Linked DNA regions of Mus musculus: regions 1, 2 and 3 are each linked to region 4. A link is a contact called in public Hi-C data. All regions are on one chromosome and are shown on one strand. The core of a region is the stretch at or near the end of the contact, and the rest is flanking DNA. Distances in the headings are between cores, read along the strand shown. Region 1 overlaps Gm50595. Region 2 overlaps Gm50595. Region 3 overlaps Gm50595. Region 4 overlaps Gm39857 (a long non-coding RNA gene).

What was found. A called contact is a pair of places that touch in the nucleus more often than the background predicts.
Region 1: a contact with region 4 is called in a Hi-C map of uterus, with 4 times the contacts expected there. The contact joins two enhancer-like sites. A contact is called at or near these places in 36 of 484 Hi-C or Micro-C datasets (the AtT-20 cell line, B cells, the C10 cell line and 19 more), 9 of 115 datasets of contacts at active chromatin or transcription factors (the NIH/3T3 cell line, bone marrow-derived macrophages, embryonic basal ganglia and 6 more) and 1 of 9 other capture datasets (embryonic stem cells).
Region 2: a Hi-C map of uterus shows a contact between it and region 4, with 5 times the contacts expected there. The contact joins two enhancer-like sites. A contact is called at or near these places in 8 of 484 Hi-C or Micro-C datasets (embryonic stem cells, nephron progenitors, uterus and 1 more) and 1 of 115 datasets of contacts at active chromatin or transcription factors (double positive thymocytes).
Region 3: a Hi-C map of uterus shows a contact between it and region 4, with 1.6 times the contacts expected there. The contact joins two enhancer-like sites. A contact is called at or near these places in 5 of 484 Hi-C or Micro-C datasets (the G1E-ER4 cell line, nephron progenitors, uterus and 1 more) and 1 of 115 datasets of contacts at active chromatin or transcription factors (double positive thymocytes).

What each region holds. Positions count from the first base shown.
Region 1 is chr2:75,586,649-75,592,137 of GRCm38.p6, forward strand. All of the region lies in intron 2 of Gm50595, which reads right to left. Among named protein-coding and RNA genes, the nearest start is that of Gm39853, 24 kb to the right of the region's middle. Within about 2 kb of position 3,728, at least 17 of the 459 cell types and tissues checked have an H3K27ac peak or open chromatin away from gene starts, as enhancers often do. A contact at or near this core is called in uterus, where this site is marked.
Region 2 is chr2:75,488,570-75,494,706 of GRCm38.p6, forward strand. The region is part of intron 2 of Gm50595; the gene reads right to left. Among named protein-coding and RNA genes, the nearest start is that of Gm39854, 17 kb to the right of the region's middle. Within about 2 kb of position 3,397, at least 13 of the 459 cell types and tissues checked have an H3K27ac peak or open chromatin away from gene starts, as enhancers often do. A contact at or near this core is called in uterus, where this site is marked.
Region 3 is chr2:75,470,497-75,476,308 of GRCm38.p6, forward strand. It overlaps Gm50595, which reads right to left. Exons shown (of 7, transcript XM_017319380.1): 4 at 1-128. Among named protein-coding and RNA genes, the nearest start is that of 9430019J16Rik, 29 kb to the left of the region's middle. Within about 2 kb of position 4,170, at least 7 of the 459 cell types and tissues checked have an H3K27ac peak or open chromatin away from gene starts, as enhancers often do. A contact at or near this core is called in uterus, where this site is marked.
Region 4 is chr2:75,330,960-75,336,675 of GRCm38.p6, forward strand. The region is part of intron 3 of Gm39857 (a long non-coding RNA gene); the gene reads right to left. Among named protein-coding and RNA genes, the nearest start is that of Gm32927, 26 kb to the right of the region's middle. Within about 2 kb of position 3,547, at least 5 of the 459 cell types and tissues checked have an H3K27ac peak or open chromatin away from gene starts, as enhancers often do. A contact at or near this core is called in uterus, where this site is marked.

The sequences.
Region 1 (5,489 bases), core at 2,478-4,977, 260 kb after region 4:
AGAAGTAGCTTAGCCTCAAGACTTTCCATGCTTAGGACGGCTACATTTAACAAAAAGTACATACACAACCAGACGTGCGGGGCTAGAGGTGCGCTTCAGTGACAGGGTTCATAGGTTTGGTCCTCAGACACTAAAAACAAAAGACATTTTAAAATCCCCAATAATACTTTTGCACAAATACTAAAAGAAAAACACACACAAGGAGGGAAGGAAAGCTATAGCTATACCCAATAACCAATGCCTAGTGGCTATACTACTTAATTCAGTAATATATACTTAATTCAGAAATTAAGCAAATCTGAACAACTATTTGGCCACCCAGGGAAAGAAGTTCACTATTTTCATATAATTTTTTTAGACAGGGTTTCACAATGTAGCCTGGCTGTCCTGGAACTCACTATGTAGAATCACAGAGATTTGCCTGCCTCTGCCTCTGAATGCTGGGGTTAAAGGCATATGCTACCATGCCCAATACACACACACACACACACACACACACACACATTTTTAAAGGCAAGGTCTGAAATACAGTGGTACATACTAGAAATATATATATATATATTTTTTTTTTTTTTTTTTGAGACAGGATTTCTCTGTATAGCCCTGGCTGTCCTGGAACTCACTTTGTAGACAAGGCTGACCTCAAACTCAGAAATCCGCCTGCCTCTGCCTCCCGAGTGCTGGGATTAAAGGCGTGTGCCACCACGCCCCAAGGAATATTTTCGATTAATTGTTTTAATCAGTGGTTCTTAACCTGTGAGTGGGAACCCCTTGGCAAACTTCTATCTCCAAAAATACTTACATTACAATTCATAACAGTAGCAAAATTACAGCTATGCAGTAGCAATGAAAATAATTTTAGGGTTGGGATCGTCACAACATGAGGAACTGTATTAAAGGGTCACAGCATTAGGAAGGCTGAAAAACACTGGTTTTAATGAACACATACCCTGGTATATAAATCACCTCACCTCACCTGTGTCCTAGGCAGAACCCACAGGAGAAGACATGTCTCCTGTCCCATCCCATGGCCCAGGTAGTATAATACTGAAGGCCAGTTCCCCAGCATCTCAAGGGTTAAATTCTTTGTTGTACCTAATTTTGAAAAACTAAAGCAACCTGCTTAGGCTGGTTCAGCAAGGGAACCAACCGTTTCATAATGAGGCTTGGCCTCGCCTGTCCCAGTAGAATTAATTTTGTGCAGTAGAACACCTAGATAAATTAGTTTTGCTTTAAATATTGAGTCCTAAAAGAGTTAAAAGAGGGAGAATATCAATCAATAATTTTTACATTAACTACTTTGTATATGACAAAACAAAATTAACTTTGGCATTATAACCCCTTCATCTGGCATTTCTGACTGGCCCTGAGTTTTGAATAAAGAATTAGACGTCTTAAAAACCAACCGACATGTGTTCTCTTGGCCCACAATACTAACTCACTGTGGGTTTGTAAGAGATGTAATGGCTACCTACCATACATTTTCCAAGATTGTAAACATAATTGCTACTTACTAAAGCAATCCTGTTCTGGAAAGAAGAATTCTGAAGATAAAGATAGGTTTCTGAAGGTTTTTGTTCTGTGTGTGTGTTGTGGTTGTTGTTGTTTTGTTTTGTATTGTTTTGTTTAATATTGAAGGTGTTTAGCTTTGAATTTAAGTGAAAATACTATCTTAGTGACTAATGTTAGATTTTTAAATAACATTTTAATTGGTTGGAGTTTTTCCCAATATCTACCCTTCCCTTTCATAAAACTGGCTTCTACTGAAACATCTTTATGGATTTAAAAGTGACAACAAATTTAAACTAAAACTCTAGTGTTTGAATGGTCTTTTCAGGTTAAATGCCTATCAAAATGTAAATAGATGATTTCTTCTCCAGCAAGATGAGATCGGGTTTTTAACCTGGCCAATTGCCCATATAAACAATCTTTAATATTATTTGGTCATCTTTTGGTAATTAAAATGGCATATCACAACCACTTTAAATTTATATCCATGTGACAAGAAAGTTATTTAAGGCGTAACTGTGGATAGAGGAAATGTCTCTTTAACAGATTCTTTCAGGAATGCATCTAACAGGAAGCAAAGGTTTTCAACGGCACATAAAAACAAGAAGCAGTTGAACAGCGCCACCCAGAGGTAAGAAGTATATTACATCCAGAGATGATATCGCGAACCTTACACTCACTCAGCCGTCCTTACAGCCACTTCCAGATGTTTCTCTAGTAATATATCAGACATTGCTGGCTCCTGGGTCTGTATTGAAATCTAACATTTTAGTAAGTAAAATTAAATGTTTTGCTGTAGAAAAGGTGCTTTATTTCTGCTTGTTAATTCCTGTCTTTTGAAACAATAAGCACAGGTTGAATAAGAGGCAACACGCCTTCCAGAAATGCAGATAGTTCACCCACCTTTCTTTAAGTAAACGAAATTATTAGGAAAGCCCATTTTAAAAGAATCACTCTGTCCCTACTCCACTATTTCCATACACCCCTAATTACTTTTCTGTCTGGGTTTGTTGAACTAATGCATATTTCTGAACCAAGATTATATACCATTGGAAGAGATCTTAAGAAATCCATTGAAAGCCTGCCATCAGCACCATAAAAAGAGGATTACATACATAAGAACCCTGGGCAAGTACAAAAAAAGGTACTTTTATTATTATTTTACAGGAACTATAAATTTGACTTTTAAAAAAATCTTATTTTGTGCTCAGGATATGGTGCAGGCAAAACACCAGACACACAAAGATACCTTTAAATTTTTTAAGAGTTATTTTGGCCGAAATCAAAATGAGCTTGCCGATCTGTAATTACAGAATCGGGGTACCCTTGAACCCAAGACAGAGATGCTGCTGCATTGAGCTACACTACAGGAAAAAGGCCTCGTGTTCCCCCACCGCCTTCAGCCAGCTCAGATAAACCAGCACAGGCAAGCTTTGCAGAAACGCGTAGAACCGGTCTCAGGGTTGCTCCTAAGCAGAGTTGTACGCGTGCGTGCGGGGTAACCCAGGGCTTTGGAGGCCCTGCGTGCGGGGTCTGTAACTGCGTTGCCATAGCTATCTGTCACGCGTTCCTGTCAAGACTCCCGGCTGCTGCTTTCTAATCGCCTGAGAAGCAGCCTTCCTGTGACAAGAATCAGGCTCCTCCGTTCTGATCTGCATCTTTAGCCTAACAATGAGAAATGGGTTTCCATAAACTTAAAAGAGGCAAAGAAATGATGCCAAAGCCATTACTTGCTGCTTCGGATTGGAAGGAAGACACCTGTCCCTTTTTAGACCAGTAATAAAGGATAAAACTATGACAAAGCCGTCAGCGTTTCATCTGGAAAATAAAGGGAATCAGCTGGCGCTCTCCTAAAGAAAAACAAAATGCCTTCCCCTCCCACTCTGAAATCTGCATCAGAATCTAGCCTCGATTTCACGTTGTGCTCAACCTTACAACATGAGAGAAAATTATACTGTCATGAAAACCAGTGCAGAAGGATCTCGTTCTTTTTAATGCTCCCCTCGTGTCTTTATCCCTTTCCTCTAAATAGCCATGGCATTGTCCACCTCAGTGTTTTGGTTTGAAGCCGCTTCAGGGGCTTCTGGTTTTGCAGCCTGCGGTTTGAGGTTGATCAGGCTGCAAGCTGCAGCTGTGGGAACCCCAGGCTTAAGGCATTTGGAGTTGGTCTTGGGCAAGCTGCCTCACCAGGGATAGCACAGCGCTCCCTAGCCTGGTTTAGAAAACCCACAGCATTACAGCGAAGGCCCATGCGCGCCACCTAGTGGACACGATCTGCCTGGGGTGTCATCAAGACATGGTGGGTTATATAAAAATCTGCAACCCCTATAGTTCGCCAATAAATACACTTTTCTTCATACTATAGTCAAACCGACGAGGAAGGGGACATATTTTAAAAGAAAGTGTCAAATGCATTAACTCACAAAAGCTTCAAGACTGTCTTTTCAAATATAAATATTATTCAGCCCTTCCTTTGGGGCTCAGGAAACCCGGAGGGGAAGAGGAGGCAAAAAGAGCCAGAGGGGTGGAAGATACCAAGGAAACAAGACTTTTAAACACAACAGGACTGGTGCACATATGAACTCCCAGAGATGGAGGTAGCACGCGGGGCGGGGCGGGGGGGGGGGGGTGTCCTGCACCAGATGCAGATGAAAGGAGGAGAGGACACACTCCACAGTGCTAATCCAGAAACTCTCTCCAATCTATAACCACTTGGAAATGAAAATTTTGTTTTCTCCAAGGAAGTCTCACTGGAGAAACAAACCACTCTTAAGGGCAGGCTGCAGTGCCCAACAGGAGAGGCCGACTGAAAAGGAACCCAGTGGTGACTTTAAGGTTCCTTGTCTCCTAACTCCTTACGTCAGAGCTTTTTTATTAAAATAAATAAATAAATACACCGGGTAGTGGTGGTGCAAGAAAAAGTTACTGTTATTTTATTACAATTAGTTTTACTTTATAGGTTTTGTGTATACACCATGGATTCCAGGTTTGCGGTTTTATGGGTGTGCCAAGAAGTGAGTCTCTTTGTCTGCAGCTGATTCTTGTGCCTTTTCTTGAGTTCTTGTGCCTTCTGTTTGTTTGTTTTGTTAGATTCTGATTTGTTTTTGTTTTATCTCATTATATTTTATTATTATCCCTTAGAAGCCTGTTTGTTTTCTAAGGAAAGACAGAAAGGGAGTGGACCTCAGTGGGAGGGGAGGAGAGGGGAGGGGAAAACTGAGAGAAATAGAGAGGGAGGGGACCACAACCAGAATACAGTGTATGAAAACTCTATCTTCAATAAGATTGTGTGTGCGTGCATTCGTGTGTGTGTGCGTGTGTGTGTGTGTGTGTGTGTGTGTGTGTGTGGTCTGTGTGTGTGTGCATGTGTGTGTGTCTGTGTGTGTGTGCATGTGTGTGTGTCTGTGTGTGTGTGTGTGTGTATTTGATATATATACATATACATCAAATATCAAAATGCTGTGTTACTTTTACCTTTATGGAGAAAGGGGAAGGTTCGTATTGACTGGCATGCATGAAGGCCCTGGGTTTGAGTCTCAGCAATGCACAGTCATGCCAATAATTTGATTTTTAACACCCCCCCCACTCCAAAAAAATAAGTCTTTCTTGTTTCTCCTCTTTTTCTGCACATTATTTCCTGGATGAAAGCACTTCATTTTTTTTTTTCTTAGCCAAGTTGTATAAGACCTCATTCAAATCACAGTCCCTAGGAAGTTCCTCAGACCGATCTGAACTCATGGGAGACTAAACCTTCTTTAAAAGTGTCACTTGTAAAGATTTCCTGATTGTCTCGTCTCCATGATCTCCTTGATTGGCTTCAGCTGCCTTCAAAGGCTTCTTCAATGTTGAGTGAGCAGCTTTGACACAGGTGACAGCCCTGTCGGGATAATATAAACACGCCAGCATCCCTTCCAAGGCACAGCAACAGCAACGCCCGTTTACGGAGCTCCAGAAAAGCCAGCCCTTTGTGCAGCAGGTAC
Region 2 (6,137 bases), core at 2,147-4,646, 160 kb after region 4:
TTTGAATGAGAACAGTCCCCATAGACTCATATGCTTGAATGCTTAATCCCTAGTTAGTGGAATTATTTTGGAAGAATTAGGAGGTGTGGCCTTGTTCAAGAGTTATGTCACTAGGAGTGAGCTTTAAGGTTATAAAAGCCCACACTAAGCCCAGCCTCTCTCCTCTTCCCGTCCCCCTTCCCCTCCCCCTTTCCCTCTCCCTCTCCTCCCTCTCGCCTAAAACTTACAAGTCATATGTGAGCCCTCAGCTACAGCTACAGCACCATGTTCACAAGTCTGATACCATACTCCCTGTCAATATGAGAATCTACTAACCCTCTGAAACTGGGAGTCCCCAAGCCGCCGCCCCCCCAGTTAAATACCTTATTTTATAAGTTGCCCTGGTAGTGGTGTCTCCTCATAGCAATAGAACAGTTACTAAGACACCCAGAGGAAACCACACCAATTGTTTATCAATATGCAATGGTCAGCCTTGAAAATATATGCATACAAGTTACATTATGTAGATTGAGTAGATTATATTTAGGAAAATACATGTACGTACATATATGTGCATGTAACAGCAATGAATGGGAGGTGGGAAGGCCATGAATATGAAAGGGAGTAGGGCATGGTATATGGAAGGGTTGGAGGAAGGAAAAGGAAATATTACAATCTCAAGAAAAGAAAGAAGTAATGTTTTTAAGGTAAGAGGCCAAAATGTCATAAGAAGCACTCAGTAAACAGAAGTGTCGGCACCAATACAAGCACCTTACGTGAGTTTACACATCAATTCCTCATACTAACTCTTGGAGATAAATATACTTACTATTCCCCCATTTTACAGGTGAGAAAATTTAGGCACAGAGAAGCAAAGTGACTTTCCCAAAGCCACACAGCAGGTCTTTGGAGTCCACTTGTTAACTATGGTTCCTCCCTGCCTCGGTCAGTTCCCCTGTACCTTTCTGTGATACCACCACAACTATTTAGCCTAATAACTACAGACTAAGCTATTAGAGGTTCAGTGATTCTGTGTTGAACTATGAGTCATTAGGAGTTAATAAAACTGCATTTAACATCCAAAAGGGTTGCATTTATAAACTGTTTTCATTTTTCCTATAAAAGCCCGCATATTCTCAGAGCATGAATATAGGAGATTACCCAGAAGCCATCTTGTCTCTGACCATGTGCCGTCTTCACGTGCGTCCTTGCTTCTCCTCCACACAGGCATGAAAGGTGACATTAACCTCCACTGCTTACCACACGGGTCACAGCACTCTGCAGAGAAAGTGACAGCTTTCACAGGAACACTGAAGTCACTTCTATGCTGTCCATCACTCTCAGATTTCCTCAGCAGAGTCCCCGGTGCACAGGTTGATTTGCTCAGTGTGGTCCCTAGCAGAAGAGGAAACTGAGAACTCGTACAAGGCTCTGCAGACGATGTGATTACATAAAGATATAAGAAAGGATATAAGACTCATGCCTTGTTTATGCCGGTGGCTGCTTATCAGACTGAGGGCTGGGTGTGCAATCCTGATGAGCTGGCTCTGTTACCCCATCCTGTGGCCCCCCTCACAATCTGGCTCCTTAGGCATGGAAGGTACTGTGGTGGGGAACCCATAGCGGGTGACCTAGACACAAGCAGGAGCAGAGTTGCTGAGGATGTAGGAGTTCTTTCTGCCAGCTGTGGAAACCACAAAACAAGAATGGTCGCAAGCTCTTCCAGAAGTAGAACAATGGAGGATGCAGAGAACTCAGCCTCTGAACCTTGCAGCAGAGAATTTGCCCTGCTTTGTATCTCCTTGGCTCCGTGGTAGGTGGACGTGGGGAGCTGAGAAATTACTTAGAAAAGGTGGCCTCTTTGGTTGCAGGACAGAAAAATCAAGCTGGAATGGACTAGGAAAATTCCTCCCCTCTAGTTAACTTCCACAGCACTGGAAGGTGCTCTATAGATATTGAGGGAGAAAGTCATCAATGGACTCACCCATCAGTGGACCCTGCATAGCACAATACCAACCTGCCAGATAAGATGTGCCCACTGGTGTAGTAGTGGCGTGAGTATTAGAGGAGTAACCAACCACTTCAGCTTGGCTTTGGACCCTGTCTCATAGGAGAGAATTCATTCCTGGTATCTATAAACTTGTCAAAAGCCCATGGTTTGGGAGTTCATAGACCTTAAGAGAAAACCTGCCAGCTTTTTTTTTTTCTAATTGGGCATGCTGTCAAATTGATTTCTAGATATTTGTGTCTATAGCCATATATTAGTGTTTCTCTCAACCTGGGTCAGAGATGCAGTGGACATCAGTCAATACAGAGACTGAGAATAAGTGACTATCGAGCACTCACCCTTAAGTCGATCAATCATATCAATCTCTCCAGGGTTCAGAGAACAACAGGGAAGAGAGAGCAAAAAGAATGTGAAAGCCAGAGAGTGGGAGGGTCCTGTGAGATGCTGTCTGCTGGACTGCAGGATAACTGTCATCAACTCCCAGCAACTCTGGTTACCTGAGCAAGATCAAATCACTCCACACCCCAGCAGACATGGAAGAAGGGCTAGAGAAACCTTGCCCCAACACAGGAGCTATTAGCAGTTGACAAGCCACACTAAGGTGTGGCTGCTGACAGGTTGCCCATGCTCCTGAGAATGACCTCACTCGTGCACCCAGGGGTAATCCTAACTGGACTCAGTAGGTTATAAAATGAATGGAAAGGACATAAAGGTAGGAAGAGGACATGCTTGGAGCTCTGGGGAGAATGGAAGGAGGAGTTAAGAGTGGAAATAATCAAGATACATTGGATTGGGGGTGTGGTAGCACATGCCTTTAATCCCAGCACTGGGGATGGAGACAGAGGCAGGCAGAGTTCAAAGTCAGCCTAGTTTCCACAGTGAGTTCCAGACAAGTCAAAGCTACATGAGACCCTATTTTTAAAAAAATGGGGGGGGGGAATGCCTTAAAAAGGTATCCTTAACAGTAACTGATCAAAATAGAAGATAAGATAGGGAAAAGTATCATAGAATAGACATGAACCCAAGCCAGGTTTACATGTTGACAGCAAATCTAAGTGAAATTCCTAATTTCCAAAGGAGGAAGATTGATGCTACAATGAGGTGAAGCCAGGGAAATAACAGGTTTTAAACCTTAACCCAGGGGCTCAGCTGATGACAAGCAGGCATCGGGAAGGTTCAGATGACCTAAATTGGAGTGGGAGGGCACAGGCTTCTCTATCTGTCCTCTCTTCATGGTGGCATGCCCACAGATCTCATAGGAGTCGGAGTGCATAGATTGGGGGCAGTTCATGATCCTTTGTCTCATAATGTTTGATCTGAGAAGCTTTTATGATACTTTACAGTACATAGTAGTTAAGTTGGACAAATATTATGACCACAGTAAAACACATTCTTATCACTGGAACATAAATCAGTAATTGCTACATTGTGAGGGAGTTCCCCCAAGTCCAGGGACACTGCTCAAAGCAATGAGGGAGGGGGGGGTTGTTTAAAGGAGAAACCAAAGAGCATCAACTCTCAGTTGAAAGCAAAACACCACAAAACCAAAACCTGTTCCCTCCAGGGCTGCAGTGATGCTTTGCAAAGCTCTCAGAAAAAGCTTTTCTCCCTAAGCCAACACACACACACACACACACACACACACACACACACACACACACACACAATGCCACCTAAATAAGCCTATTAAAAAGGACTCCAGTGGAGACACTGATTTGCCATAAACTGCAAAATGCTTCGGAGCTCAGCAGAGACTGGCTCCTGTCACACACAGCCTGGCAGTGGCCCAGCTCCACACCAGTGCACACTTTTCCAATTACAAGCTGAAGATTCCTACGGGGACTCAGGACTCTTGTTTCAGTCTTCCAGTGCAGGAGAAATTCTTCATGGAAGAAAGTGCCCATGGCTCAAGTTCTTCAAGCTCTGTAAAAGAGAGACCTACAGTTCCCACAACAGGGAAGATTCTCTTCTGTTTTCCTGGTTTTTTTTTTTTTTCACATCTTAAATTCTGCAAATTCTTGAAGCAATGGAATGAAAGTTGAATCCCCTAATGATGTGATAGGCACTCCTTATTTATTGACTGTTTGGAACAGCAAAGTCTAAACATTTGAGGCCAGGCGAAGTGTTCACATTCTGTTCTTTCCACAGCTTAGGGGTGAATACATAAAACCGCTGAAGGCAATTGAAGAACTTTAAAGGAAACCGGCCACAGGTGGGGGTGCTCTTGATTAAAGACAGACAAAGTCATGTATTAAAAGTGGCTAGCTCAGGCTGAGTGCACCTACCAGTAATCGCAGAACTCAGGGGCTGAGACAAAAAGATCATGAACTCAAGCCCAGGCTGGGCTATATAACAAGACCATATCTCAAAGAAAAAAAAAAATATATATATATTCTTTTTTTTAACTCTCATTTTTAAAGGATGACTTAAGACTGGGCCAAACTGGAGGTGATTTTTTTAATGTTCAAGAACATCAGTTACCCTCAAAGTTTATTTTTCATTTATTTTCTAAGTCCTCTTTAGTGAAAAATTGGTACATGTGAACACTTGGCCTGTGCCAGCCACGGCATTAAGAGCTCACTCAGGTACTCGATTTTATCGCCTGTCTTCTAAGTAAAGAAACATAGCTTCAGATGGTATCATACAGATGCCCAGTGTCAGCCAGCTAATAAGAGGTAGTTGAAGGACTTGCAATCTGGGAGTTTACTGCTATGGCGAGGGGCTACCTTGGAAAGCAGCAGCAGGAGATGCCTTTCTGCAGGGCCTCTCTCCACTTTGCTACTGAGTCAAGACAAACCACAAGTTAGTTAGACTCATGAGCATTGGCCACGTATGTACCTCAGCGCCTGCGCCATTGTAATTATCCCTCTCAATTACAGAAGGCATGGATAAGGAGGGCACAGGGGGCACCATGTTTGTCCTTGGCAATGGTAACTTGTTCTGCTCTGGCTAGGCAAGCCATGCCCTGACATTAGCTAATGCAGAGAGCTTTCCAGGTCTTCGGAAACGGAAGTTATTGTTGACTTTCTCAAAAGGCCCATCAAGAGCCATCTGGAAGGATCGTGTTTATTTGTGGGTTTGTTGTTGTTGTTGTTTTAATTACAGCGTTGACAGTGTCTGTCATATCGGTGTGCCCCAGACAATCAGTGCAGCCTCCTGCTCCTCGTGAGAATCGCTGTTGTGAAGTGCAGTCAGTGTGGAGCGTTGACTTCAACCTCCTCTCAAAAGCTTACACAGGCTTTTAGGTTTTCACAAAGGAAAACGTTTGTTGTTTCCATTACACATAAGGGGAAATGTGAGCCAACAGTTACACTCACAGCTTTCTATTTACCCATGGAGTACTCAATTCAGGGGATGGGTCCAAGGAAGCAAGAGGTTGTCATACTATCTCTTCTACACTGCTAAGGGAAAGAGAGAGAAGGGGAAGGGGGAGGGGGAGGGGAGAGGTGACAGGGAGAGGAAGGAGGAGGGAGGGGGAGAAGGAGAGAGACCCTAATTCAGTAATGATTTTTTTTAACTTACATTGCCCAGTTGCAAGTCTTCCACCCAACAGAGAGTTAACAATATATAACACATTCTCTTTGCCCCAATTACTACAGAAAAACAAAGCAGAAAGCTAAATCATTCTCAGGGCAACCTGCAAAGAGGAACTCAAATCAACCTTGGAAGGAGTGCCTGACTCTGGGTTTAAACTAATTGCCATGTAAATTAACAACAACAAAAAAAAGAAGAAGGAGGAGGAGGAGGAGGAGGAGGAGGAGGAGGAGGAGAAGACCCATCAGCAAAGGAGCCCCCAGCAACCTAAACAACATCGAGCCTGCTTCTTCAGACAATAAAATGCCAAAGTTGTTCTTCTGCTGTCAGCAAATGATGAATACATGTGGTACCGATTATTTAATACCATGAGACCACCAGGGAAGAAGATTTAGGTGAACTGTAGCAGAACTGTGCCATTTATTTTTATTACCATGCATTAAAAATTACGTTTACAGATAATTGTTTTTCTCCTTCCAATAAAGCAAGATTAAAAAAAAATCCAGAAGAATATTTAATAATAGTGGACCACCAGGGAGGAATTTTAAAAGTTGATTTTTTTTATTGAAAAATTAGATTTGCTTTTTAAATTTTTTTTCCCAATTATTTTTAAGTG
Region 3 (5,812 bases), core at 2,920-5,419, 140 kb after region 4:
CATCCTTCTGCATATTTGATGACCCTGGGGACCCTGCAGTGTAGCGCTGCTGTGGGAACATCTGAGGCCGCCAGCGGGCACAGCTGTCTTTGTCTTCCCACGCTGCTCAGAGCTGTGGTTGTGGGGAGCTGCAGAAACGGAAACGGGGTGCTGGTTGAGAAAAATCATAAGGCTCACCAGGGCCCACATTCCCCCACGAAATCAGTCTATCTGGTTCTGAGTTGCTGATTTCTGTTCACACCCCCACCCCGTATGTTGCCTATTGTGCCCCCGCATCTCTTCACCTCACTGAAGGCTGTGTCCCATAAAGAAAACCGGTCTCTCAGGGGAAGCACTGTGGCTTCTGGTGTGGGACTCTGCCCTAGAAGTGGTGGGGTTAGAGTGCTGCGGTTTCCTGGGATGTGATGAAAACAGGGTCCACACAGTGTTTACATGTCGTTCAGGAAGGGACCGGGGGCTTCTGAGAAGGAAAAGGCTTCGGACTGGCAGTGGTAATGTTCACCTTTAATCCCAGCACTCAGCAGACAGAGGCGGATGGATCTCTGTGAGTTTTGAGGCCAGCCAGATCTACATAGCAAATTCCAGGCCATTTAAACCTATATAGTGTGGCCCTGCCTCCTCCCTCCAAAAAGTAAAAAAAAAGAAAGGAGGAAGGGAGAGAGGGAGGGAGGGAGGGAGGGAGGGAGGGAGGGAGGGAGGGAGGGAGGGAGGGAGGGAGGGAGGGAGGGAGGGAGGGGAAGAAAATGAGAGAAGAAACCTGTTCATGTCTTGAAATAAGACATGTTTATCTGAGCAATGCTGAGTGCCCCCCTCACTGTAGTCTCCTACTTGATGCACTATTATAAGCTTGCCTTCAAACTACACGAGACAATTATTCTTAACTCTCTCTAAATACCAAAATAATCATGCACAAATCTTTTAAAAATGCAAAGGCAGCAGTGTGTGATAGCATGGGCTGGAATCCCAGCACACAGGAAGCTGATGCACGAAGAACACAAGTTCAAGGCCAGCTTCAGCTATAGAGCCAGACCATGCCTCAGACAGAAAAAAAAGAGAGAGATCGAGAGAGAGAGAATTTGCTGCTCAAATGCCAGCCCAAAAGGACTAGTTCAGAATCTTCAGCATTAGGGATCAGCAATTCTTACGCTGAAAGTCCCAGTGCCCAGCTGAGGTGGGAGTCCCTGGTTGGCAGCCACTGAGCGGGTGATTCACAAATGCCCAGTGGCTCCAGCAGCAAAGATTTTGAGAATTCCTCTCCCTGGACATGGTAGGACTCTGATTTCCTGAAGCATTTGCCCTTGTGAACATGTCTGACAATTGGTCTAAAGGCAGCCTGCTCAGTCCCACTAAGAGGACTTCCCATTTCTAGAGAGATCTTTTACCATTTTAAGAATAGGTGTATAGAGAGGAATTCGAGGGAGGAAAAAGAAAGGGGAAGTGAATTAATTATATTTTAATCTCTAAAATGGTTTTAAAAGAATAAGTAAATAACCAGGCAATGATGACATTCACCTTCATACCCAGGACTCAGGAGGCAGAAACAAGTGAATCTCTGAGTTCAAGGCCAGCCTGATCTACGGAGTGAGTTCCAGGACAGCCAGAGCTACTGAGAGAAACTCTTGTCTCAAAACAAACAAGCAAACAACAAAAATAGGTATATAAGAAAAGCAAGACGGGCCTTTGGGCCTCCATCATTTAAGTTGAATTGCACCAATGGTCAAAACATGACAATACAAAGTCATTCATTATTGATTCTAACTAAAGCCAAGCAATGGGCATGATTGACTCCATTGGAAGGATCCAAAATGATCAAGAAAGTAGTAGCAATGTGTGAGGTCAGGACATCACCCATTCACCCACTTACATGGCTAAGTTCATAGTAATTAAAGGGATGTATGGATACTAGATACTATCTATAATGTTTCCACATACACTTACTATCTGCATAAACAAATATGTGTCTTCAAATCATAAGGTTTCATAATTGAAATTATTCTCAGGAATGCAGGTCTAGAAAAATAATAAAACACATGGTCTCAGGTTTATAAAATGTTGGCATTACAACTTACTTTAAAGGAGTTTTTTTTTTTTTTTTGAGGTTTCAGCTAACATCTGGCAGTGAATATCAATGCTGACCAACTACCCACAGCTGGTATTAATAGGATAGAGAAATGTTATGTTTCCTGGTTAAAATGTCCAAGCCAAAAATGATTCTCGCAAGCAAACTGGGCTGCTAGAAATTCGACCTGATGGATTAGTCGGTTTCACTTTTCTATTTCCGGCCTATGAAGATGGATCCCGGGGCCAGCTTTCACAGGGAAACGTCTTATTTAAATGTTTAAAACCAGAGATGCCTACCTCTGGCTTCCGCCATCGAAATGTACGATATTTGGAGAGGACACTCCTTGGTCATCTCTAAATGCACCCACAGCAGCTAAGACAGGAAATCAAGACCTCAGACCTGGTATTCAAACTGGCTCTGATCTCACCGAGGCCTTATTGTTGTCCCAGCACTAGTGAGAAGAACAAAAAACTAAAGAACAATAGCCAAATCATTGTTCTCTCTAGTAATAAACCTTGTTTGCCATACATAGGCCAAATTCATATGGGATGCTAATGGTGCATCAGCCTTGAAGACGGGCCAGCTGTTTAGCCAAAAAGAGAAGAACTGAAGAGATAGGGTCTGCAGGATGTCAGCACACAGCACAGCTACAACATCAGAGCACCCCGGTCTCCTCTGTTTATGTGGCTTACCTCACTTTCCCAGAAAGAGAACTCTTTATAAGGAGTCGGGGTTCTTTCTTTGCCTGGATAGCGGGGCTGACCTTGAGCCGTGAGCATCACCTGGAATATAAATGCCTCACTGGCCTGGGGCGGAACCCTAAGGACTCTCCTCCTTACATAAATTTCTCTTCCCCTTCCTGAGCAATGAACTTCTACTGCAAGAAAAGCCCATACCCTCAAGTCACTGAGCTTTTTATACACAGCATCTTCTTCCACTTGAAGCAGTGTTGCCTCAGTGAAGGCCCCTTCCCCCACGTTCTCATGGAGGGACCGACTTGACTCTGCACCATGGAGCTGTGTGCAAGGAGTGCACCTCTCTCTCCCATCCCTTCCCCTCCATTCTCTGCTCTTCAGTCTCCATGTGACCCTGAACAATAATCCTATTACATCCCTGATCTCTCTCCAGGACGTTCATCTCCATCCACCTTTTTAATGGCATTGTTAATGATTTGAAGGGAGTAAATCACAGTCAAGATAATGGCTGCAAAAAATTAATAGACATGATTTTTATGATATAATATACTAGTGTACTAATCGTGAGAACAGTTAATTGAAAAGCACTAAATATTTTATTATCCATTCAGCATTCTGTTTATTCTTTCTCCCATTCTGAACTTTTTACCTATTATTCTTTCATAATTTCCCATAAAGGAAAACTGCAGAGTAAGATAAAGGGGATTCTAATCTCTACATCTAATTACAGAAATGAGTAAATCAGCATTTAACATGTCATAATCTTAAGAAAAAGGAGCAAGGCACAATTCAAGGAGAAGCTAACGCCCTAAGCTTGGGAGAAATCTAATCTAACTGAAGAACTGTTGAAATACCCTTTTTAAAAAATGAATAAATAAATAAAACAAAAATGGAGTCCTTTTTTTTTCTTTCTTCCTAATTCTAGAGAAAGATTATCCATAATCATTCTCATAAACAGTATTTTCAATGAACTGAATTGGTTTTTACTGGGTTTTGTGACTGTGGTCCTGTGCCAGGGAAGGGGCAATGCTGGCCTCTCCTTCAACCCTGTAGCTTTAGCCTCAAGAAGCCCTGGTCTGACACAGAGTGCACAAACAACATCGTGCACAACTCTGGAATCCTGTCCCCTTTAGGACTGCTGTGCATCCATTCGCATAATTCTCCCCAACTGGAACACTCGCCTTTCCACCATCAGATACCAACGCAACCTCCCCTCAAGCGAAGCCATGCTAGTTTCACATCTAATAAATTCCAGTAAAGACTCAGCACTCAGACTTGACGGTTAGTTTACAAAGTGGTTGGATTTTGTTTTGTTTCTTGGATTGGGAAAGAGGATAAAAACCATCATACCGTATAAATTCTTGAAACCCAACAATCCTCTACCCTGCTCACTATCATCATCTTCATCTCTGAGGAACCGAGATGGCAGGCTTCCAGGCTGAGTCCACTCATGCAGAGCTGGCTCCAAGCTCCACTGTCAAATGCAAAGCTTCCCTTTGATTCTTCGGCCCTCCCTCTTGCTGGCTAAGCTCTCATTCGACAGACCTCCCATCACCATCTCCCACCCTACCGGAAGCTAACTCCTGCTCACCACTATCCCACCCACTGGACCATGGCTTTCCCTATCTGGGATTCTTAGGGACTAAAAAGAAGGTGATTGTTGGAATTTCAAGCTCCGGAAGACAGTCTTTCGTTCCTAAACCCTGAACCTAAAAGAATTTCAGAATTATCTAGGAGCCTGTTACATGTACCAACTCTAGGGTCTGTGCTACAGAGTTTAGGTTCCCTGAAGAGCAGCCAGAATCTGCACAAGTGATTTATCACCCCTCAGCAGGGACTGTCAAGGCGTCTGGGATCATCCCACAATCTCCCATGTGAGGCCCTTCCCAAACATGGGGGCGTTTTTGATGCCTGGGATGGGAACTGGAGGGGTTAATTTCCTAGAAAAGGTAGAATCCATAACATGTTCATGACAGAGAAAATCAATCTGTGGTATTAGCCATGGCCATAGATTTTACTAAACAGCATGCTACCTTCAACTCAATCAGCTGCGATCCCTCCAAATTAAGATGTTTGATCAGCTAATTGTATCAAGAAAGAAAATGGCATTGGCTCTTTGTAATTTTTTCATTACTATAAAAGGCAGGATTTATAGGTGTGCATAATGGTCTTTTCTTTCCTTCCCTAGAAATCAGAGTGAACACTGGCCATCTTCTAAACCCAGTTGGCTCCTAAACTACCTACTCTGGCTAGGATGGCTGGACAGCGAGTTCCCGGGATCCACTTTTTTTTCCTGCCACATTTGTACTGAGGTCATAGATAAGCTATCATGCTCAACTGTTTTTCTCCCCTCTTTGCATGGAGTCTGAACTCAGCTCCTCAGGCTTGTGTGGCAAGAAACTTTACTGACTGAGCCATCTCCCCAGGCCCCTGAAAGGAGGCTATTGCTCCAACCCCACAGCTCTCCCTTTCAAAGGAGCCTCTTTTAGCATCTATAAAAAGGGCCATCATGGCACCTAACCTGCTGAAAGTGACACATTAGGCCCCAGGATGCCTCAAGGTCTCTTTCAACACTTTGGTCTCAATTCTGCCAGCCCTCTCCAATTAAAGATGTCTGATGCAAATGAGGATGCTGTGGTTCAAGTGTGATTGATTTAAGGGATTTTTTTTTATATCATAGTAAATTCCTATCTCAGTAATAGATAATTATAATGCAATTAGACACATTATGATGATAAATTAAGACTCTGATCATCTGAACCATGACAGTTGTTATTTGTTGAAGAAATAATGGCAGTGAGTTTCCAGATAGCCAAAGGTGGTTAAGCACAGCTTGGGTGACCCTTGAGGGGTTGGACAAGGGGATTCAAGTATTGAGTGGCTATAACTTATACCCTCAAGGACTCTTTCCAACCTTAGAGTCTCATCCTAAACACTACTCATTATTACAAGTGTTATTAATAACAATCTGTCTCTTTTTTGCTGAAAGATGCATCCTGAAAATTTATATTCTAACAAACCAAATCATACTTCATTTTCAATTACTGTGATCCCA
Region 4 (5,716 bases), core at 2,297-4,796:
TGATGGACCCATTCTCCTTAGATGCTGCCCCAGCAGGGTATTATTAGTTGATAATTTCCCCCCCACTAAACAGTTTAAAAATATTAGAGATTGAAGAGATTGTTCAGTGTGTAACGTGATTACTGTGTAGCATGAGGACTTGAGTTCCAATCTCCAACAGCCATGTAAAATCCAGGTTCCAGGGCACACAGCTATCACCCCAGCATTGAGGGATGGAGATGGGTGGATTCAGGGGGCTCACTAGACAATAGACAGTCAATCTAGCCCAAACATTGAATTCTAGGCTCACTGTCTAAAAAAATAAGGCAGTGATCAATAGAGAAAGATAGCAGATGTTAGCCTCTGGCATCATGTACACAAATGGTGAGTACACCTTATGCCCATGCGTACAGCACAGAGAGAGAGAGAGAGAGAGAGACAGAGACAGAGACAGAGACAGAGAGACACACGGAGAGAGAGACAGAGAGAGACACAGAGAGACAGAGACAGAGAGAGAGACAGACACAGAGAGACACAGAGAGACACACGGAGAGAGAGACAGAGAGAGACACAGAGAGACAGAGACAGAGAGACAGAGAGAGAGAGAGAGAGGGAGAGAGAGAGAGAGAGAGAAATTAATAATGATAAGATTGGAATTTGGCTTACTGGTAGATTTCTTTCCTAGCATGTGTGAGGCCTTGGGTTCAGTCCTCACTATAAAAACAAACAAATAAACAAACAAAAAAAACCTCTAAACATTGATTTTATTTTTCATTCCCCCCCCCGCCCCCGCACAGCTTTCTTGACATAGAGATTTCTATCGCATCTGTTTTTCTTTCTTTTTTTTACTTTGAAAAATATTGTATTATTTTATTTATTTACATCCCATATGTTGCCCCCTTCTCAGTCCCCCTCACAGAGTTCTTCCTATTGTACTATTTGTGGGATTACTATCCATTTTCAAGAGGCCTGTGCATGCCTTAGATGTTAATCATGTTAATAATATATACATTGCAAGTGAGTCTTCTTGTTTCTGCAATGGTGACATGCAGTGCAAAGAGCACAGTGACACGCCTGTCCTTGTATCTAGTCTCACACTCCCATTCCATTTCCCTTGAAAAAAACAAAAACAAACAAAAATGCTTGAGTGTATGCTCCAAAATGTTCTATGTGCTTATAAAAAGGTAGTCTCTGAGTTTCTTTAGAGATCCTTTTTATACATTTAAAGGATAGCACACTGGATATTTGCTCTTCCCTGCGTTTCTTTGACTTAAATATACCCAAAATGTAATTCTATATCAGTTCGTAGACGGCCATGTTTGTGTGTGAGCATTTGTGTGTATGTATAGGTGCATGCAGACCCCTCATATACATGTAGAGACTGTTGTTTCCCGGGATCCATCCACCTTATTTTGAGATAGGAACTCTCACTGAGACCTGGGCTTCACACACTAGTCCTGGAAGGCTGGCCATCGAGCCCTACCGCCTTACCTGTCCCTACTTCCCCAGTGTTGTGATCACAGTGTGGACCATTTGAGTGCTGGAGTTAAACTCAGTCCTTGTGCTTATTTCATAAGTACTTCATCAGTACTGAGCTATCTCCCTAGTACCGTGGAGTTACTTCTTTTAATTTTTTTTTTTTATTGACTGTTAGGTCACATTTCTAACAATCCAGAATGTGATTAGCCACTTTCTTAGTAACTGACAGTTAGATTTGGTTGCTTGCAATTTTCTGTTATTAAAAATTGGGGTTTTTTTTAGCAACTATGCATATTATTTCATACATGTGCCAATATCTCTGGAAGACATAAAAGTGGAAGAACTAGATTAAAGACTTAGTCTTTTCAAAACCAAGTGTAGGCAAACCATGCTCTCTAGAGGCTGCCTCTCATAGATTCCCACTGTAGTGAACATGCCGCCTGCCTTGCTAAAATAAATGTGATAAAAATGGATAACATTCATTCCATATTTGCTATGTTCCAAGAATGATTTTAAGTTTACTGCTTTTATTTAATTTTTAAAAATCAATGAAATAAAATAACACCATGAACTTACACACAGCCTTCTTCCAGCTCTGATAACCAAGAGCCTTGGCCACATTGATAAAGCGTAGAAACTCACGCCCTCTGTCTTTTCCATAGCTGCCAGTCCCTGTGAACGCTAAGCACCATTCAATGTCATTCACAAATATTTGAAATACCAAGAATTAAAAAAATAAACAAAACAAAACCAAAAAAAAAACCCCACTGAATCTCATCATTCTTCCTTGAACATTGATAATGATTCTTCTAATCCTGTTTAATAATCACTCTGCAAATTCCTCTGACATGCTGACCTACAGCACATCTTTCCATACTTGGTTTCCGTGGGTCAGAATCCAAACAAGGTTTCATTCCGACTGCCATGGCTCTCAAGTCTCTTTTAGTTCCTAAGAGTCCCATTCTTCTTGTTTTCTCACCATTTATTTATTAAAGAAAAAAGAATCATTTGTCTTTTTCAGCTGTGTTTTATCTTTGTTTGTAGTAGGCTTAGGGGATTGTTTCAATGTTTTCCACCAAAAAAAAAAAAAAAAAAAAAAACCTAAATTTTATACAATCAAATTTCAGTTCCTTTTACTCTGTAGTGTGGGGTTTGTCTTTTAAAAAATAAAAGTCTTTCATGCTCCAAAAATATTTACGTATTTTTCTTATATGTTTAGAATTACTTTATTTACATTTTTTGGCCTTTAATGGCCTGGGATTTATGTTTGCGTATGGTGTGAGATAAGGATCTCACTTGCTTCACGACACAGCAGGTCCATTTTCTACCTTTCTGTTTATCCTTGATTTGCATCAAAACTACATTTTAGTGTCTCCGTGGATCTGTCTCCAGGGCTGTTTGATTACTCTGTCTATCTGATCTCACTCTTACACCACATTGTTTCAATAACTCCAGCTTTTTGATATGCCAGGCCATTGTTAAAATTTGTTTTAGATTTTCTTTTAAGTGCCATAAAATCAGGCTATCCAGAGCCCTCCCATGTCCAAACAAGAGTGGACATTTGGCAGACGAGGACCTGCGCTGGGGCCTGTGTTGTCCCGCTAGATAAAGTTTAAAGGGTAGATTTCCTTTGTTTAGAAAAAGTTTTATGAAGATCCTCCTCCTGTAAGCATCGCGTTCACGGTGTCATTTCAGGTCACAAGAGACTTTTTTTTTCCTTCTCTTTTCTTCCTTCATCCAGCTCCATATGTGTTGGGGCAGAGAAAAGCAGGGGTGGGAAAGACTTGGAAATTAGGATCTAGGAAAGGGGAACTCATAAGATCTGGGTTTACAAATTAAGAATCAGAGGGCCCAGAAGTGGGACGAGGACAAATCACAAGCCACAAAGCGCTTACTATTTGTTGCCCTGCTGGCATAAATGTAGCAGATTTAAATTCCGCAAAGAGCCAATAACTGAGTGGTTTGTCAGATACACGGTGATTCACTGATGTTTACAGCGTGGGGAGGATGGCGGCAAAGACTGTCCCGATCTGCACTCAGATGAGATTGAAACACTCTTGCTCCAAGGGAGGGAATGTGTGGAGGCTAAACAGAGACCTCTTTCAACCCTTGGAGAGGGTTTCAACCCTCCCTGTGAGAACTGCTATCCAAGGCAAACAAGTGCCTCTCTCACATCAAGCCTCCAAAGGTCTGTGTACAGCTTCATAGGACTAACTAAACAATGTTTTGATGTGGAACTCTAGAACCAAATAAAATGCTCTCCATAAGACATTAATATAGTGCACAGCATGACATTTGAAATGTAGTTGGGTAACTGGAGTTACACCGCACAGGGGAGGATGCCCATTCCAGAAGTCATTTTTGCCAAATTAAAAGCCCATTGCCAAGTGCCCCACCTAAATTGTTGGTCAGAAGTGTCCCGGAGACCTCCAAAACAATACAGGCTGTTGCCATTGCTCTTGGTTGCTTGCTAGAACTTGATGGTAAGAACCTATTGCTGAAGACTCTGGGTATATTGGTCACAGAGCATGGAGCAAATACCTCAGTTTCTTTCCCACTGGCTAGCTTTCATAGTACCAGAAGGTGTTGAGTAAGGTGCTGTGTACGCAGGATCATCAATAGTCCTATCCAGCTGTCAACTCTGTGAGCTACAATAATGACCAACATGGCAAGATATGCCCATGGGCACAATAGTGGCATGAATGGTATAGGTTAGCCAACTAGTTTCTAATTGTTATTAAGGCTTGTCCCACAGGAGGAAACATATGTACTATAAATCTGGCCAAGAATCCAAAGTTAGGGAGAGCATAAACGTTCATACCTACTACTATTATTATGCTAAATGGACGTATCAACATATCAAACTGCCGTGTGAGTGTGCCTGCCTCTGCCTGTAGTTTAGTGCAGGTGTCAGATCTCATGGAGAAGTTTCTTTGTGCAGAAACTCACAACTTGCCCAAACACAGTGAGTATCCCTGGAGTACTGAGCCACAAATGGCACATCATATCACACCCCTTCCCCAAGGCTCAGAGACACCATGGAAGAAGGAGAAGATAAAAAAGCCTAAGAGACAGAAATCAGGGAGGACCTGAGAACACACAGCAGCTGAGGTTTGCTTACACAAGATCAAGCTGGACCAATGTTCTAGAACGGAGTGGAAGGGGATCTATGAGCTCCTACCTGTAACAGAGGATCTATGGATAGCTGATGGTTGCTGCATTAGAAAAGATAGCTTCCGGGAAATGCAAATCAAAACAACCCTGAGATTCCACCTCACACCAGTCAGAATGGCTAAGATCAAAAATTCAGGTGACAGCAGATGCTGGCGAGGATGTGGAGAAAGAGGAACACTCCTCCATTGTTGGTGGGATTGCAGGCTTGTACAACCACTCCGGAAATCAGTCTGGCGGTTCCTCAGAAAATTGGACGTAGTACTACCGGAGGATCCAGCAATACCTCTCCTGGGCATATATCCAGAAGATGTCCCAACTGGTAAGAAGGACACATGCTCCACTATGTTCATAGCAGCCTTATTTATAATAGCCAGAAGCTGGAAAGAACCCAGATGCCCCTCAACAGAGGAATGGATACAGAAAATGTGGTACATTTACACAATGGAGTACTACTCAGCTATTAAAAAGAATGAATTTATGAAATTCCTAGCCAAATGGATGGACCTGGAGGGCATCATCCTGAGTGAGGGAACACATTCACAAAGGAACTCACACAATATGTACTCACTGATAAGTGGATATTAGCCCAAAACCTAGGATACCCAAGATATAAGATACAATTTGCTAAACACATGAAACTCAAGAAGAATGAAGACTGAAGTGTGGACACTATGCCCCTCCTTAGAATTGGGAACAAAACACCCATGGAAGGAGTTACAGAGACAAAGTTTGGAGCTGAGACGAAAGGATGGACCATCTAGAGACTGCCATATCCAGGGATCCACCCCATAATCAGCTTCCAAACGCTGACACCATTGCAACACTAGCAAGATTTTGTTGAAAGGACCCAGATGTAGCTGTCTCTTGTGAGACTATGCCGGGGCCTAGCAAACACAGAAGTGGATGCTCACAGTCAGCTATTGGATGGATCACAGGGCTCCCAATGGAGGAGCTAGAGAAAGTACCCAAGGAGCTAAAGGGATCTGCAACCCTATAGGTGGAACAACATTATGAACTAACCAGTACCCCGGAGCGCTTGATTCTAGCTGCATTTGTATCAAAAGATGGCCTAGTCGGCCATCAC